2 separate regions of the Mus musculus genome follow, and region 1 is linked to region 2. A link is a contact called in public HiChIP or PLAC-seq data. All regions are on one chromosome and are shown on one strand. The core of a region is the stretch at or near the end of the contact, and the rest is flanking DNA. Distances in the headings are between cores, read along the strand shown.

Region 1 (5,289 bases), core at 708-3,207, 360 kb after region 2:
GTATTTAAAATAACAGATATCGGGTTCCTGCTGCCATCATTTTCAGACTCACGGTCGGTCGGTCGGTTTTATCATAAAGGCTTGCTTGAGTGATTCCCAAGGAGCCGGATGAATGTGGCCTCTGAAGATACGGAACAGACAAGGATGTGAAACAGAGAGAGAGAGCTGGGGAAGACTCAAGGCAAAGAACACTGGAGGAAGAGATGTGAAGAGGTGGCTTTGTACAACAAAAATCTAAGCATTTCCACTTGCCTTTGAATTAGGAATCTGATGTCAATAGTCCAGTGCAGCAGGGAAAGGAACGACAGATGGCAGGACAAGCAAAGGGTAGAAAAGGGAGAGAAAAATCAAACGGCATTCTGTGAATATATCGAAGAAGATTTTAAAAGGCTTAAAACGTGGCTGGAAGATGGTTCAGTAGGTACATATGGGTACGAGGGTCCTAGTCTGATTGCCAGATCCCCTGTATAGAAGCTGGGGTTGGTAGCATGCACTTACTGTCCCAATGCTGGGGATACGGAGACAGGCAGATCATGGGGCTCTCACTAGGCAGCCGGTCTAGCCTACTCTGAGCTCCAGGCCAATGAGAAACCCTGAGAAAATAATGTGAACAGCTCTTCAGAAACAACATGTGCGTGGCTTCCACATGTGCATACATGAGCACCTGAGCATGCAACCTACCCCCACCCCCTGTCCCCACCTCCACCCACACACACATAAGCAAAGGTTTAAAATGTGTCCAGGTAGACGCTTTTGATAGAGGGATACAGGTATTCTTCAGCATGAAGAAATAATAGTACACCAACCAAGTTTAACAACAACAACAAAATGTCATGACATTGTGGAGGACAACTTATGGGGTGAGATATTCTATAGCTATGGGCTGGTTAGCCTGGGGCTAAGATGGAGCCCCATGCAGGGGCAGAAATAAACAAAACAGAAGGTAGGAAGAGTCTGGAGTACTTTGGAGCATGGTACCCAGTGACAATGTAAAAGAAAGGGAAGATACCACTAAGATTTCAATGATGCATTATAATGCTGTCCACTAAATCAGGGTGGACACAATGAAGAAGGGACTTTGTAAAAAGGGAGATAAAAAGATAAAGCTGGATTATCACCTGCCATGCAAGTAGATGAGACCAAGAGAATTATGAACAGGCAGTTGTTGCCTTGGAGAGTGCGTGGGATTGAGGTTTTGTGATGGGCCATCTTTGTGGTTGTTGAGACAGGGTTTTTCTGGAGCTCTAGATGTCCTGTGTCTGTGGCAGTTATGGGCCGCATCCTAGAACTGTGAGCCAAAAGAACCACTTCCTTCCTGTACTGGCTGGTTTTGTGTCAACTTGACACAGCTGGAGTTATCCCAGAGAAAGGAGCTTCAGTTGAGGAAATGCCTCCATGAGATCCAACTGTAAGGCATTTTCTCAATTAGTGATCAAGGGGGATCAATTAGGGATCAAGCCCCTTGTGGGTGGGACCATCTTTGGGCTGGTAGTCTTGGCTCTATAAGAGAGCAGGCTGAGCAAACCAGCAGCAGCAAGCCAGTAAAGAACATCCCTCCATGGCTTCTGCATCAGCTCCTGCTTTCTGACCTGCTTGAGTTCCAGTCCTGCATCTTTTGGTGATGAACAGCAGTATGGAAGTGTAAGCTGAATAAACCCTTTCCTCCCCATCTTGCTTCTTGGTCATGATGTTTGTGCAGGAATAGAAACCCTGTCTAAGACACTTCCTTAAGCGAGTCTGCCGAGTGTTCTGGTACAGTGATGAAGAAAGCTACCAAAACAAATGTATATTTCAGGGCGGACTGTTTAAATACAGAAATGAAATAAATCCTCAAGATTTCCTACTGATTAATCATATGGAATGTCTACCCTTAGAGAAAGAGAGAAGGATGGAAATCTTGAGATCCGTGTAAGGCCTTGACGACGGAAAGTCAGAGGAATCCAACGGACAACTCATGCTACAGAAATGTAGCTATGTGAGATGAATGAGGTGGTCAGTTGGGTATGAAAGGCAGACACGACGTTTAAAGTATGCACTTAGAAAAGGGGAATTCCATATACATGAAGCCAGAGGAGATGCCAGAGATAAAACCGGTCATCAGCCAGCAGCTCAGCTACATTCTGCAAATTGCCTGCATGGAGACAGAGTCAGCTCCCAACACAGGCTTTGGCACACCCTGTGGATCTCACTTGAACAGAGCTGTATCCTGCCCCTGCCCTCCTATTAGAGCTGGCTGACATCCTGAGCCTACCTCGCCAAGAGGTTCATGAATCCTAGAAAACAGCCTTACCCAAGCTAAGATGGTTCAGTCCAGCAGCACAAGAAGACAGCAGGTACCTGGCAAAGATCCAAACACGATGAAGCCAGGCAGCCAAACAAACCGACTTTTTTTTAGGTCTGGGGACCCTGCAAACCTGGAAAGGCCTTCATGGAAGGTCTGGCTTAGAAGAAAGACATCCCCGGGGAAGAAGTCAACCGCTAAAGCAGCCCTGAAAAGGAATTGTTCAAAGTAGCCCAGGCCCCATTAGGCAGAGGAGAGGAGGCAGGGGTGGGGGAAACCAGATGAATAACAGTTTCTGAGCAGCACTGGGGCCACAGTTAAGATCCGGAAGTCCTGATTTGTAGCGCATCCATTTATATATAAAAATTAGACTGTGTACATGAGTACTGGCTGTCTAGCCAAGAGCTAATGCACATATGCAATATTTTGTCTCCAGTAATGGTACTTAAATTTTTTAAAGTAAACTCCAACAGTCAAACACGATTTTAAATTGACCTTCCTCCTGGTGCTGGTGCATTTAGCAAATGCCTTTTCCTCGCTCAGCATTTCTTGTTCGGTCCTAAAACCCAAACAGAATTGATTTGTTTTTGAATCACTCCATTCATGAAGTTGTGTTTGGAAGAAAAGAAAGGGGCAATGAGTTTTCATCTTGAACTGGCTTTGATCTGGGGACAAGAAAAATAACCTTTTAGATATATATCTTGAAGGTGGTGGGTAGAAAGTAACTCGCGTCCTATTTGTGAGTTGCCCACATAAAATCACTGGAAATCGGTTGGCTCTCGGCCTAGGACGCACCTTCATTTGTCCTAGGTCTGTGATGGTTGTCAAACTCCTCCCTGCCTCTGAGCCCCTGCCCTCCTGTCGGAGCTGGCTGACATCCTATCAAAGAGCAGCAAACACAGAAAGGAGGGTAAGCAGATGGTGATTTGGAAAACATTTTTCCCTAGAGGGGATTTTTTAAAAAATCCTATTCTCACATAATCAGATAAGAAGCTCCTCAACCATTGTCCATAAAACACATTGGTGGGAGACAGAGACCTGTTATTTGGGAGGGAGGGGGCATTTTTAAAATGTTTTCATTTCCAGATTTCTCTTTATAGAAAGCTTAACAAGCATTTCCCAGTGAACCTTCACTGAAGACCCCAAATGGCAGGCATCCCTTTGTGTTAATAGTCCATTAGGGAAGGACCATTGGTTTCTAATACCAAGATGCTTGTCTTCAGGCCACTTGGTAGAGAGCCCCGAGGCTCGGCTGAAGAGGTCAGAGCCGTCAACGGGAAGGCTCCAGGAGCGCATTCGGCTTCCAGCTCTGCATCCTCAGACTTCAGAATGCCAGCAACCAAAGCTCATATTCCTGGGCTCTGGATCTGACCCCTCCGTACTCTTACTCAACAAATCCTGCTGGCCTTCAACAGGGGGAGATATTATTCTGGTATTCCTGGGAGGCCATGAAACCACACAAGCATTAAATCACAGTGCCTAACAGTGGCAGTGAAGGAGAGAATCCAGACCTCAGATCAGACTGGAGCCAAAATTCAAAGCAGAAAGCACAGCCTCTTCTCCATGCCAGCCCCAACCCTCCTTTTAAATCCCACTCCCAAGCACTGCCTATCTTTCCTCTGCCCTAAAGGATCCAATTTCTAAACAGTGGTTATGAGAATTATGTCTTTTTTTATCGATGCTGTTATAATACAAGAAGCCCCGGGTGCTATGCAGTTTTGAATGCCTTAGAGCTGATGTCCTCTTTAATTTTCACTTGCCCTGTGAACAAGTGGATGTGTGTAGCCGCTAATGCATTTCAAATGTAATACAATCCTCCATCCACACAAAACCTACAATGGGGTCACCATTAACTTCCTACCCTTCACTCTTGTGAGCTGGTATTTAGAACAAGAAAATGCTTTTGGCTTTTGGCCACCAAAAGCTATGAGGCATACCTTAGAGAGTGACAAACAAGAGGCTCTGGCAAAAATCTGAACCCACTCTGAGCTAACTTCTTTTTTAATCTTTCCTGCCCTGGCACAAAGGAAAGAGCCAAATACAGACCTTTTCTGAGGTCTACAAAAGAGGAAGAGGAATGTTAGCATGCTTGACTGACCAAGGAGTAATTTCAGGTTTCATTCTGAATGAGAGCCTTTTAATTATATAAACATACCATCAAAAAAATGGACCATATACACTGAAAATGTTAAGAGTCATTCAGATCTGTGAATGTGTGTTTAGCCCATAGCCGTCTTCTGGCTCTCCTCTCAGCTGTACTCATATGCTAATATCCACAGTGGTCAATGTCTGAGAATAGTTCAGGACCAGGGAATGTACAGACTATCATTCCTGAGAATGGGGATGTTGCTCAGTTGGGGGAGTGCTTGTATATTGTACTTGATACTCTGCATTTGATTCCTTAGCACTGTATAAAACTAGTGCTATATACTTGCAGTTTGAAAACTTGGGATGTATTGAGCAAGGGACCAGTAGTTCAAAGCCATCCTTGGCTACATAGCCAGAGCCTTGGGGTTTAATATAAGTGGCCTGAAGACAAATACTTGGTATGAAGAACTAATGCAACAAGGCTTGATAGACAAAGCATTTTTAAATATACAGGAAAGTGGATCTTAGTTTTGCTTTGTTTATTTGGTAGAATTCTTCTGCACTGTCCAGCCTAGACTGGAACTCATTATCATCCTACAGCAGGAATCTTGATATAACTCTACCTCTCTAACTCAGCTTCACGTTTCTTACCTAATAAAATATAATACCCTATTTTCTTATAAAATAAAATTTAATGTAAGTATAGCTATACTTGCATTAATAATAAGATGGCTCAGTGGGTAAAGAGGTTCTTGATACAAACCTGGTGGAAACCTGAATTGGATCCCAAGAACCAACATGATAGAAAGAGAGAAGCAACCCATGAAAATTGTCCTCTGACCTCCGTGTGTGTGTGTGTGTGTGTGTGTGTGTGTGTGTGTGTGTGTGTGTGTGTGTGCTTGCACACACATATGAATGCA
Region 2 (5,082 bases), core at 305-2,804:
ATTAGCATGCCGAGCGAGCGGAACTGGGACAGGTGTGTGCTAACGTGGTATGGGCACATGGCTGACCCAGTTTCAAGGCAGTGATGCTCCGGAGGGGAAGAGGATAGATGCTGAGGTCACAGAAACAACAGATAACAAAGTAATAATAGCACTTAAGTCAGGGAAGAAGGAAGGAAGGAGAGTTACGCAAGTCAGAGACATCTCCAGTCCCATTTTCTACAGAGTGGGTATTTTTAAGTTCATACTTAAGCCATGAAGTCATTTTTCTCTCTCATTGGTGAAACCCTTGCAGGCATTTTGTAAAACTGTTAGGCCACAAGGCCCAAGCTATTGTATGAAAACAATCTGCCTCATCGAGTGAGAAGAATGGCTTGGAGAAGGGCTGACGTTTCTGAACTTTCAGGGCATCTTGGTTAGGCGGGGAAAGCTCCAAGAGTCAGAAGCAATGATTTGCATCAGGCAACTTAAAATACATATAATCCATTATATTAAAAGGTAGCTGCCAACAACTGTCACAGGTAGACGAGGAATCCTACCTTTGTTTAAAACAAGCTTTAAAAATTAATTGATCTTCTTATTTTTAGAAAGGGAATAAAGGCTTTGATGCTAAATATCTTGAAAAAGTAAAGACTTAGAAGAACTTTTCTCATAAGCAAGCGCTAATGAGTTAAAAAAAAAAAAAAGAGCTCCTTTACTTTGGAGTTCTCTTTGTTAATAACTCGTGCATGCAAATTAACATGTGATGACCCAATATTTATGCTATTTCTCACTACATTTGTCTCAATCCAAGATAAACATGCATCTCAAATTTTTTTTGGTATATATGAAAGCCTTTACAATAAACATATTTAAATCAAATAGTTCAGATTATTTGAAAATAGTAAAAACTAGTTCATGGTTTTCTGAGGATACTGAAGGAGCCAGGGAGGGCTAGCCTCAAATTGGGGGGAAAAAATAATCAGTGACTAAATAAAAACAAGGTTGGTTTGAGTCACCCATGTAAAACAAACAACAAACAAACAAACAGGTATTCGGTGGTAGTGGTGGGGGTATTAGGAGGCTCAGAGCTGATTAAAATCGACTTTCGCTCAACTGCTGAGCTCCAGGTTCTTTAAGAGACACTGACTCAAAACTAAGGCGGAGAGACAGATAACAGATAACACACTCATATACACACATGAATACACAGAAAAACATCTCTTATTCACACACACACACACACACACACACACACACACACACACACACACAAATTAAAAGGTAAAAAAAATACAAAAAAAAAGAGAAGTGGAAGAAAGGCCAAATCACAGAAAACTTACTACAGCTATAAAATACTATGCAATAGTTATACTTATTGATCAGGAAAGATTTTATGATCATTACATGTGAAAATAATACAAATTTAAGAGTGCACACGTGCTTGTATGTGCGTTCAAATACAAAGTGTATGTAAAGTCTGGAAGCCCAGACAGAAACCAGTGGACATGCTCGGTCCTTCACTGTGCTAAGAGTGGTGATGACTTCGCCATTTTTACATTTGTCGGGTGTTCCACATTTTAACAAACCACAGGAATTTGTGATTTGTTTTCAAACCCAATAACTGTGTGATTCATATGCTCCCCTGAACGTGGCTTTCGGCTATATTTAGACAGGAGAGTTTTCCATGCTATGCTAACACAATAAAACAAGAGTATAATTAAATCTGTTATAGTCTACTTAAATATTAATCAGTTGAAATAGATCATTGATTGAGAGATGAAAACTAAATTATTTTGTTCAATGACTTCATACACATATAAATACATACAATGTATATATAAAGTGTTAAGACTGCACACTTAAAAATACATACATACATACATACATACATACATACATACATACATGTATAGAGGTCTCAGACTGCTGGTGCAGGCATGAAGAAGTATACATAAAACCACTGAAGAAGTCCCAGGCATGTGGGGAGACACACAATATGGAAACCCTTTTATTCTATTTAGTTTTCTGTTCCTATAATAAGATAATCTGATTAAAAACAACTTGGGGGAGGAACAGGTACTTTATTTAGGTAATATTTATAGGTCATAATCTATAACGAAGAAAAAAATCATTTAGTTAACCACCCTTCCTTGAGCTTCTTTGTCTTTTTTTCTAGACCATGAACAGAAATTTCCAACCAGTAGGCAAATTCAAGGGAAACCTATCATCCCTTTACTCTGCGATACAAATGTTAAGATGGGAAGAACTTTCTCTGGGGGTGGGGTTGGGGGAGGAGAAATGTCTTAGTGGCTTGCTGGGCAAGCATAAAGAACTGAGTTGGATCCTAGCACCTACTAGCACCTATGTAAGAAGCTGGGCGTGGTCATGCACATACCTATAACCTCAGCGCTGCGTAGGGCTGAGACCAGAGGATTGTTGGCATTTGTCGGCTTCTAGCTAGCCCTAGGTTCAGTGAGAGATCCTGTTTTGGAAGAATAAGGTGTTATGGTGATAGAATAAGACACTTAAAACAGCCTTCTCGGGCCACCACACACACATGGGCATGCATCAATACCCTCCACACAGCTCGCATGCATGCACACACATACAGAGGTAGATGATGGAAGGGAGACAGAATAGCAGATCATACCCAGAGAAAGCATGGTAGGCAGTTGGAGAACTTGGAGCCTGGAGGCTGGGCTGCCCCTTTCTGCAAGCCTCCTAGAAGAGTCTGCCTGGCCCAGGGGACCTTTCTGTGCCTCTGCTTTTTATCTGGGGATACATACAGTACCTGTCATCTAGGAGTGTTTCAGGACTAAAAAAGCTAAGACTGGAAGAGCACAGGGTAATAATTTCTTACAACAACATTTTCCAGCTCTATTAATGTGTGTTTATTGTGGAAACTCCCAGTGGAGCACCATTTGGTTTTTGGAAAATAATAACAGCTTTCTTGCTGGCATCGACAGAAGAGCATCTTCTCTTTCTTTTCTAAATAACAAGACCCTGGACCAAGATCCCTACTCTGAGAAACAGGATATGTTTAGAGCTGAGTGCCCCAAACATTCATCTTAGAATCTTAGAGTTATAAAGGTTCTTCTAGATTTTAGGTCTGTCTATAAGTATATATGTCAGATGAATATGTATCCCTGGGAACTAGGAATTGTGTGTGCATGTGTGTGTATATGGGGAGGGGGTTTTACTGGCCTATTACAGTGACTATGGGATGACACCCTGAGTTATCAGTGACTACTGGAAGTACGGAGTTTCCCACAGGTAGATCTTCATTTAATTCTTAGTTGAGAATTACCTAGTAAAGTGGGTCCTGCCCCATTTGTCAGTGGTGCCCACTGAGAAACAGAGGTCTCCGGGTCCCTATTCACAGAAACCGTTGGGTGGCAAGGGTCATCTAGCCAGTGTGAATGTGTGCACAAACAAAAGACAGGCAGATTGAGCTGTACTCTTGGTTAATTAGAAATAGTGACATAGCTAAACTTAGTGGTCCAGGCCTGCAATCAATCCCAGCTATTCAGGGGCCTGCACACAAATCCAAAGCTTACCTGGACTGCAGAGTGATTCTAAGATCATTCTGGGTAATTTAGTAACTAGACCATGACTCAAAAGGCTTAAAAAGGGGGATGCAGATATAGCTCAAGGGTAGATGACTTGCCTAGAGTGTAGAAAGTTCTGGATTCAATCAATCCTCAGTGCCAAAAATAAATCCCCTTTCCTTCCCTGTGTGGCAGTGGATGCTATCTTCTGGGGATCTCTGCACTCACTGTGGCCTACGGAGTAATTTGTTTAGCTAAGTGAAACCTCCAAGTCCTCAAAATCCACAAATCACTTTGTCAAAGCTGCTGCTGAAGGCGCCCCAGTGTTTCTACAGTCACCCTCTGTTCTCAGTCTCTCTCTGCTTTCTCCCCATCTCCTCTCCCTCCTTTAATAAGAGGGTGTCACAATCAGAGAGGTTGCACCCACCCCACCCCCCACTGTGCATGCAGCAGGCAGTACCTCAGCCTGATGGGATATTAAATATTTTTTCAAGCGCATGCCTATCTATCATTATTTACATTTCTGGCTCTGACTAGTTTGGCCTGTGATCTGCCCCTGGGTTTAACAACCTGGTTATCTTCTTCCTCTTAAAACTTAAGGATCTACTCATGTAACAGTGGCATCAATGATGACAGGATGGGTAAGTGGAAAGTTCTACGCTAGTCTGGGCTATAAAGTGTGGCTTTGTCTCAAGAAAACATACATGAACAAACACAAAACAAAAACGTAAAAATACAATAATAGTAAGAAAATAATTTGGCACAGTTTAACTATATCCATTAAATCGAAAGAAAAGAACAAGTGTTCTTTGTCTTCATTATTGTTGATTAATAGCCCAGCAATTCTGACGAATATTTTAAGGTAAAAATAAGGTCTAAATTTTGGGAATAGGGAAGAAGAAATATAAGTACAATCACTTGCAATAAAGACTATTTGTTCTCTAAGAACCCTGGAGTATTAACTGAGACCCGATTAGTATTCACGTGAGAGCTCAATAAAGAGATTGGATGTAAGATAAAGACATACAAAAATCGATAGCTTTCCTGTAGATCTATGATAACCAGCTAGAAGATATAATGGAAAATATTGGAAAAACTCAGTGGGCTTGTGTTCCTTCTTCATTATCTATAGCAGACATAAGTAATCCTTTCGGGGATGTAGGAGCTCTTTCAGTGTATCTTTGTAAACATGATAGTGTTATTAATTTTTAAATATGTATTTCTATTATTTTATGCATAGGGGTGTTTTGCTTGCACCTATGCACTACTTTGTGTGCCTGGTGGCTTTCATAGCCATGGAAGCCTGAGGAGGACATTAATCCCCTGAAACTAGAGTTCAGGAGCATTGTGAGACCCCATGTGGGTTCTCTAGAAGAGCAGCTTGTAAGTCTTAAAAGTTGACCTCTGTCTCTTTAGGAGGGAGGCTGGAAAGCTAAGATCGCTAACACACTTTTTACCACGTTTTCATCCAAATGCACACACACTTCATCCGAAGTCCAGGTACACAGATCTATAGCGACAGTGTAAAAGCTATGGAAATAGTTATAGCACCAAA

The links. HiChIP or PLAC-seq counts read pairs in DNA pulled down with a chosen protein or histone mark.
Region 1: a contact with region 2 is called in a CTCF HiChIP or PLAC-seq map of the NIH/3T3 cell line, with 5 read pairs. The contact joins two enhancer-like sites. A contact is called at or near these places in 1 of 15 datasets of contacts at CTCF or cohesin (the NIH/3T3 cell line) and 1 of 115 datasets of contacts at active chromatin or transcription factors (the NIH/3T3 cell line).

Annotation. Positions count from the first base shown.
Region 1 is chr1:77,844,239-77,849,527 of GRCm38.p6, forward strand. The region is part of intron 2 of Gm33083 (a long non-coding RNA gene); the gene reads right to left. All of the region lies in intron 2 of Gm33030 (a long non-coding RNA gene), which reads left to right. Among named protein-coding and RNA genes, the nearest start is that of Gm33030, 33 kb to the left of the region's middle. Within about 2 kb of position 1,958, at least 15 of the 459 cell types and tissues checked have an H3K27ac peak or open chromatin away from gene starts, as enhancers often do. A contact at or near this core is called in the NIH/3T3 cell line, where this site is marked.
Region 2 is chr1:77,488,032-77,493,113 of GRCm38.p6, forward strand. The region is part of intron 3 of Epha4 (Eph receptor A4); the gene reads right to left. Among named protein-coding and RNA genes, the nearest start is that of Mir6352, 6.2 kb to the right of the region's middle. Within about 2 kb of position 1,555, at least 21 of the 459 cell types and tissues checked have an H3K27ac peak or open chromatin away from gene starts, as enhancers often do. A contact at or near this core is called in the NIH/3T3 cell line, where this site is marked.